Regions from separate parts of the Mus musculus genome. Here region 2 is linked to region 1. Evidence: chromatin contacts called from public HiChIP or PLAC-seq data. All regions are on one chromosome and are shown on one strand. The core of a region is the stretch at or near the end of the contact, and the rest is flanking DNA. Distances in the headings are between cores, read along the strand shown.

Region 1 (3,989 bases), core at 582-3,081:
GCTATATTTAATTTGAGAAAATAACCAAACAGAATGAGCTCTTCTCGACATTGTAGCCATGGGATGACCAGTAAAGCTCAGTTATAATCCAGATGCAAGGGACATCTGGAAAATGCTACTTAGTCTCACCTACAGACACACACTGTTCACATGTTTGCCTGGAAATTTAAATACTACACAGGGGACACTAGACATCACAACAATATTAGCTAAGTCAAGGCAAAACCTTTAAAGCAGAGATGGAACACGCCCCACACTTTTGATGATCATGTTTTCTTTCCTAAGCGACTTCTCTATTAACAAAAAAACATTTCTTAATATTTTAAGAAAACCAACATGAAACTCTCCATTTAAACTGATACCCTCATGCTGATTGCAAAAAATGATGGTGTTTTCCATGACTTCTGGCATGTCTGACATTTCATATCACCACCTCTGTCGATTCCTGCAGCTTGTCTCATATGCTATCTCTCGGTTGTAACACACGAAGCACAATTCTTCAAATTATGCATTTTTTTCACCTCGATTACGACTTAGTTTTAGGAATGATTATGTTGTTTGGTGCATTGACAGGCTGTTTTAAAAAGCAGCTCATTAAAAGCTTATGTACTTGATAGACTTGATCATTAGTATTTTTAATTAGATTAAGTTCTACATGTTTAAAATCAATGTCTGAATTATACTGAACATTAAAAAACAAACTCACCTCAAAACTAATAGAATAAGTATAGGCAATTTTGATCTCTCCTGAAGCCTTGTTGCTTATATCCATGGCAGGTCCAGAGCAGTCTGGTTTATCTATGTGGGTATGCTTGAAGCTGTGGGAAGATACATTTTGGCAAGATAATAAAAAAGTTCAGTTTAGAAAATGAGGTAAAATACAGGTCATAAATTTTCTCTATATTTTACAATGCAGCTAAACATTAAAAGTGACAACATTCAAACCACATTACAAAATTTGTCTCAAATCTGACTCTGTGTGGGTGTGTGCATGCACTTGTACAGTGGCTGTGGGGCCCTTGAGGCACTGGGCCTCTCCTCCTACTGTGGGGTAAGAGGCTTGAACTGAGGGTTACTTGGAAAACAGATTTACAGCAGAGTCATCTCCCTGGTCCTCATGTCACACTTCGTAACATAAACATTTATGTCACAGAAATGATTAGTTACATACTCAACTATAAGCAAAAAGTCTGACCGCTGCATTTAAAAGAACACTGAAGCCCACTCCTCCTTTAAGATAGGGTCTCGCCATGCTGCTTATTCTGGGCTTCATGTCTGGACTCAAAGACCCTCCTGCTGGGACTACAGGCATACACCACTGCACCCAGTCAATCTTATGAAACCACAGAGGGAGTTTAATTTAATTGTCATCTTAGTATGTCATGTACACCAGTAATGTGGAATGTAGCATGGCTAATTCGGTGGCAAAAAAAGTGGAAAAAATACAACCCACAACCAAAACAAGTTCATTCTCGTCTATCTGCCTCCTCCCTCCCACCTCTCACAACAGGGGTTCTCTGTGTAGCTTTGGTTGTCTTGGAACTCAGAGATCTGCCTGCCTCTGTGTCCTGAGTGCTGGAAACAGCAGGCTCCAACAGGCCTGGCTCAAAACAGGTATTTTCAAGAAAACACCTTGACAACCTCAAAAGATGCCTTTGCAAAAAGTCTCCCTGGCATGGAGACTTTAAAATGACAGGACCAACAGCCACATGAGCCTCTGAGCAGCAAAGCCACCTGTTGATGAAAAGATGTTCTTTCCACTACAAAGGAGACATTGTGCCTATAACAAACCAAAAGGCTGTGAAAATTCCTGAATGGAAAACAAAGCAAAATGCAAAGGCAAGGCAATCTGACCACTCCCATTACAGAAACGAACCACTGCTGTCTCTGAGCAGCCTACAAACCAAACCAACCACACAAACTTCACTCACTGACAGGAGTTTTCACTGTAATTAATCTGCAAATGTCAGAATTATGGTTAAGTAATAAACTACTTAATCTCAAAATACACTTCCCCTTTGGACCTAGGTTTTACTTATATTTGTTTATTAGGAGGGTTGAGGTACATAATCTCACTCTTTGGGGCAGGCTAGCTTGGAACTCACAATGTAACCTAGGCCAGCCTTGTACTCACTGTAATCCTCCTGCCTCAGGCTCCCCAAGTGCTAGGATTGTAAGTATGAGCCACCACACCTGGCTGCAATAGGGTTGTTTGTTGTTTTAAACCTTCTTCTATATTTACCTTTTTGGTTCAAGTTTAGCAGCCACTAATCTTGCTCCCATAGACCCAGTTTCAACAACATGATAATATATCTTGATGTCAACATGATTGAAGATGTAGAAAGTGTCTCTCTCGTGGAATTCTGACTGTGAAACAGAACTTAGTTAAACACACAACACAGCTACAGGACAACCAAGCACAGTGTTCCACAAACTGCTATAGTAACAAATAGACACTTAAATTCAGATGGAATTTTATTTCTTCCCCATTACAATGCTAAGTTTTAAGGTAGAGGTCCTCATAAGCCAAATTAATGCCAAGGTTTTAATTTTTTCATAAAATTAATAAATATCTGCTTAAAAGATTAAGTAATATTTTCTAGCTTTTACTTAAAATATGTTAAAAAAAAAAGAAGTGACATTATAAATATGTTAAACTGCCCATATTTAAGCAAACCTTTCTAAAATTTTGTAAAACTGTTCAGGATTACAAGTAACAACCTAAGCTTCTCAACTCTCACACGAGGGCTCATGAACTAAGGAGATGATGTTAACTTAGATCACATCAGTGAGAGAGTGAATCAGGTTGCCTGGGTATATGGAAACCTTATACGCCCAATATTAGTAATAACAAAGTAATACAAAATTAGTGACTATTATGTGTTGATCTTAATAACAATTCTATATTGTCTCTTCTAACATTTTCTTCATACATAAAAGCAAGGCTTCAAAGAAAAACAGGTTTGATAAAAAGTGTATTCTGAAATTTCTGCGATACAAATTTACAAACTTAGAGACACCCTTCTAACTCTCCAGTGTCTACATGCTCTTAATTACGATTTATGCGTCAGACATTTCTCCTGCAGTGCTGCTCCTATTCTTAGAAGTTTTTCTTACTTTTCCTTAATACTTTTATGTTTTCTCTATAACAAGGTTTACAGATGTAACTTTTTACAGGCTGTATTTTTATTTTGTATGTGTGCACACATGTATGGGGGCCAGAGGACAAGCTCAGGGAGTCAGTCATCTCCTTCTCCACGAGATCCTGGGACCTGAACCCAGGTCATCACGTACCTTTACCTCCTGAAACATCTCACTGACCCTGTGTCTAGCTTTTTTTTTCCCCCTAAAGTAGAAAAATGCTTTAAGTAGTTTTTTTTTTTTAAAAAAGATTTGTTTATTTATTTCATATGAGTGCTCTATCTGCATGTATACCCACATGCCAGAAGAGGGTATCAGGATCCTATTACAGAGGGTTGTGAGTCACCATGTGGTTGCTGGGAATTGAACTCAGGACTTCTGAAAGAGCAGCCAGTGCTCTTAACTGCTGGGCCATCTCTCCAGCCCCTGAATCTAACTTTTTAATAATAATAATAAAAAAAAGCCAGGTAGTGGTGGCGCACGCCTTTAATCCCCTCACTTGGGAGGCAGAGGCAGGCGGATTTCTGAGTTCAAGGCCAGTCTGGTCTACAGAGTGAGTTCCAGGACAGCCAGGGCTACACAGAGAAACCCTGTCTCAAAAAACCAAAAAAAAAAAAAAAAAAAAAAAAAAAAAAAAAAAAACTTTAAAAAAGATGTATTTTTAGCATGGCCATGGTGGTGCATGCCCTTAACCCCAACACTCAGGAGACAGACAGTTTGAGTTTGAGACCAGTTTGGTCTGCACAGAGAGTACCAAGACAGCTAAGGCTACATGGTTGAGACCCTGTCTTCAAAACTTTTAAAGAATTATTTTTAATTATCTGCATGGGTGCATGTCTGTGTATGAT
Region 2 (3,714 bases), core at 671-3,170, 42 kb before region 1:
CTAAATAAAGTAAATGTAAAAACTAAATCGTCTGTTGGGTAGAGGGTACCTGGAAAGAATGCAGACCAAGAAAAGCACCAATTGTATACAAAAGGGCTTTGAAGAAAGAAAAGGGTGCTGACCTAAGCAACTCTAGGAATAAATGGAGCCCATGAGGCTGGAGGGAGTCTAAGCACTGTCTTCTAGTGGGTGGACATCTTCCCAATGGGTGTGGGCTAATAAATCATATGCTTGCTAGGACTGAACAATTAAGTGCCTGCGTGGTAGACAGCAGGAGCTTCCTTACAGTTGGGCCGGTGCTTTACTGACAAGCCTCAGGAAGAAGTTAGACTGCTCCCTGAGTGATGTGTTAGACCTGGAAGCGTCCTAAGGACTCATGTGTAGCTTGAGAAATAGCTACAGATGGTTCTATGTAGCAACTTTGATAGGTGTGTGTGTTCCCATCTATATTTCTTGGCTCTGTCAAGTGAGTTATGCTCCCTTCCTTGAAAGCGGAGTAATTCATATACATCCAGCATGGCCACAGAGAACTGCATGAATAACATGACAGTCTAGAGCTCAGGGCAAACGCTGGTGGGTCAGAAACAGGGATCAGGATTTCTGGTCTTGAATGGCCCCTGCGTGCTCAGCAATGGTTCAGACACTCTGAAAATAAGCAAGGAGCCTCCAGAAGTAGCCTACTGGTCCCAGACAGCACTTACATCCTCTGGTGGGTTTACTAGGACCACACTAGCACAATTGGCTCACTAAAGCCAAGTACCTGCCCTTGATAGAGATGATGCATGGTATGGGGGGCAGGGTGGTGGTGATAAAAAGGAGTTTACACTAAGCTCCAAGCCTATTAGAAGTGGTGACTGTGTGCGGTCAGGACTGGTCCTTTCACACTTCAGAAACGGAATCTCTGGGCTGGCCCAGGACCCCTCCCTTACCACCACTCAGGTTCCAGGAGTGATTTTCCTCCAGCCAGGGTGCAAGGCCACAGATGAGAAAATGAGGTGCCTAAGACCATATGGGTCCTGTCATGGGTCTGGGGTAAATCATGAAGCACAACACAAAAGATGTAAAAAACGCTAAACTGTGAACTCTGGCTCCATCGCTCCGTGGGACTTTGAGACAGTCTCTGATCCTGTTTCCTCACAATAGGCAAGACACCTTAAAGGAGAACTCAGGACACGTGCAGTTAACAGATAGGCAAGTGTCATGAGGGAGGGTCACTGTTTGTGACAATCTACAGTTCCTTTACCAACTAGTATTGCTATGTAGGCCAGGCTGGCCTCAAACTTGCTATGTAGATTAAGTGTAGCCTTTAACCTGCGTCCTCCTGCCTCCACTCCCCAAGTCATGGAATTCTTTTCAAATATCTACTCCAAAGCTGATGACGTAAGACTTAAAGTCTCTTGTTAAACCAAAGAAAACTTCAAAATATATGCTCTTTTCACCTAAAAAAAATTCAGTGTTTTTCATGAGCAGATTTTGGCAAAAGCTTTTTGGAACCCTCAGTCATTCTTGGTTGGGTAAGTGGGTCCAGAGAACAACATTTGGGAACCACTGTGCTTCACATAGGTGGGGTGAGCGTCTCAGCTACTCCAGAGCGCCCCTAAGTTAGCGCGGTACATGCCAGATGCTGACAGCCCTGCCAACCCAGTAACGTTTGTACCCATTGCCCGGGTCCACGCAAAGCCCTCCCACTGGGAGGCAGCAGCCGCAGCGACCTTGGCAGAGGTCAAGGACCGGAGGCACAGAGGTATCGGGCTAGAGTGCCCATGCAGGCTCCAGAGACCACTCTGGCTACCGCCTTCGCCGCGTGGCGGGGACAGAGAACCTGAACTCACAGCCTGGGCAGCGCCGCCGCTCCACGAACCGTGTTCCGCAGCACGCACAACGCCATCTTCCCGACTGGCCCGCCTACGCCCCGCCCTCGCCCCGCCTAGCTGGATTCGGCCACGCCCGCCCTACCAGGCTTAGCCCGGCCCCCCGCTTGCCACAGCCCAGGCCAGTCCAGCCAGACTCAGCCCCACCTTGCTTCTGCTGGCGAGGCCCCATGCAACGCTTCTCTTTCCAAAACCACGCCCGCCCTCGTTAGCCACTCCAATCCTCTGCGAGCCCTGCGCGGCTCTGCGCGGAGGCTTTGGTGACCCAATGCTCCGCCCGCTTCTGAAACGAGTTAGAGAAACTTGGGTTTTCTCTGGCAGAGAAGATTTAGGTTTCCGAGGGGCTTTTTTGCTGTTTTTATTATCAACGTGCCCCTAACACAGTCGGTGAGCCTGCGATGGTGCATAAGCTAAAAGTGGTCAAAGCAAATGGGCTCTACCTGAAAAGGTGCAGGCTTGGGACCCACACAGGCCCCTTCCCAATGCCTGCGGGTCTCCGGAAACTGAGAGAAGCTGCCATCGGTCGTCTTTCCTAATCCAGTGGTGCCCTACCTAGTGTCTGGTCCTTTCCACTCTCCACCCTCCACCATTCCTCTGTCTTCTACCTCTGCAGTTTTGATTTTGGTGGTCACTACGTTCCGTTTGTTCTGAATTGACACTCAAAGTCGTTGTCGGAAGCTGGATTAAAAAATAGACCCCAGACGGGCGTGGTGGCTCACGCCTTTAATCCCAGCACTTGGGAGGCAGGAGAATTTCTGCGTTCGAAGCCAGCCTGGTCTACAGAGTGAGTTCCAGGACAGCCAGGGCTACACAGAGAAACCCTGTCCCGAAAAACAAAAACAAAAGACCCCAGAAGTCCTTTGTAGCCAGAGTGGCAGCACAGATGCCGAATATCTGCAAGACTGAGTTATCGCTTAGTTTATGATACCAACAGGGCAGACTGTTCAAACCCTCTGTGAGGCCCCCTCACACCCACCCGGACCTCTCCTGCCTGCACCCAGTGAGGACCATCCCACTTTCCTGTCTCCACTGCGGGCCCCAGTCTGTTCCGCCAAAATGGAGCCTGAGACAAAGCAGTATCAGGAACACCCATTCCATCTCTAATTTACACATCTATATCTTGTACTAAGAGACTGAGCAGGCAAGCTTTGTCTGTCTCCAGATACTAGATCACACTCTTTGTCCTGTTACACTTCTCTATGGCCATCCATCCACCAGTAAAAACACAGGTCTGGGGGTTTGAGTTTTTAAAACTTTTGTTGTTGTTGTTGTTGTTGTTGTTGTTTGAGACAGGGTTTCTCTGTATAGCCCTGGCTGTCCTGGAACTCACTGTGTAGACCAGGCTGGCCTTGAACTCAGAAATCTGCCTGCCTCTGCCTCCCAAGTACTTGGATTAAAGGTGTGTGCCACCACCGCCCGGCCTTGAGTTTTTATTTATCAATAAAAGTCACGTAAGGCGTCAGTTACATGCACAAAAGAGTTATTGCAAGTTTTGCACCTGAGGGGGTCAGAGGGATTGAGGGGAGGTAGTGGGGGAAGACGGGTTGGGAGGGTGAAAGACTTCAGGGCAAAGTAGAGCAGGCATAAAACTTCAGGGATCTGAGAACCTCCTGGGCCCAGGTTTAAGTGGCCTAAATGCCTTTTTTAATAATATACTCGGGAGTAGAATTTAGGGCCTCAGCCAGGCAGGCAGGAGCTCTATCTACCACTGAGCTACACCCTGGCCCTAAGTGGCTGAAATCTTGGCATTGTTTCACAAATACATTTGTCCTAGATAGAAGTGAGTTATATTTTCACCACATGGCCTTGTAATTATCGTGAAAACTCAATTAACCTTCATTGT

Evidence for each region. HiChIP or PLAC-seq counts read pairs in DNA pulled down with a chosen protein or histone mark.
Region 2: a contact with region 1 is called in an H3K27ac HiChIP or PLAC-seq map of embryonic stem cells, with 6 read pairs. The contact joins the promoter of Clybl here to the enhancer-like site in region 1. A contact is called at or near these places in 1 of 39 promoter capture datasets (macrophages), 2 of 15 datasets of contacts at CTCF or cohesin (CD8 T cells and the G1E-ER4 cell line), 2 of 484 Hi-C or Micro-C datasets (the HPC-7 cell line and pre-B cells), 3 of 115 datasets of contacts at active chromatin or transcription factors (embryonic fibroblasts and embryonic stem cells) and 1 of 9 other capture datasets (embryonic stem cells).

The regions. Positions count from the first base shown.
Region 1 is chr14:122,138,028-122,142,016 of GRCm38.p6, reverse strand. Tm9sf2 (transmembrane 9 superfamily member 2) reads right to left here. Exons shown (of 17, transcript NM_080556.3): 6 at 2,243-2,367; 7 at 707-818. Among named protein-coding and RNA genes, the nearest start is that of Tm9sf2, 33 kb to the right of the region's middle. Within about 2 kb of position 1,831, at least 5 of the 459 cell types and tissues checked have an H3K27ac peak or open chromatin away from gene starts, as enhancers often do. A contact at or near this core is called in embryonic stem cells, where this site is marked.
Region 2 is chr14:122,179,900-122,183,613 of GRCm38.p6, reverse strand. It overlaps Clybl (citrate lyase beta like), which reads right to left and starts at 1,920. Exons shown (of 8, transcript NM_029556.3): 1 at 1,833-1,920. The coding sequence starts at 1,888.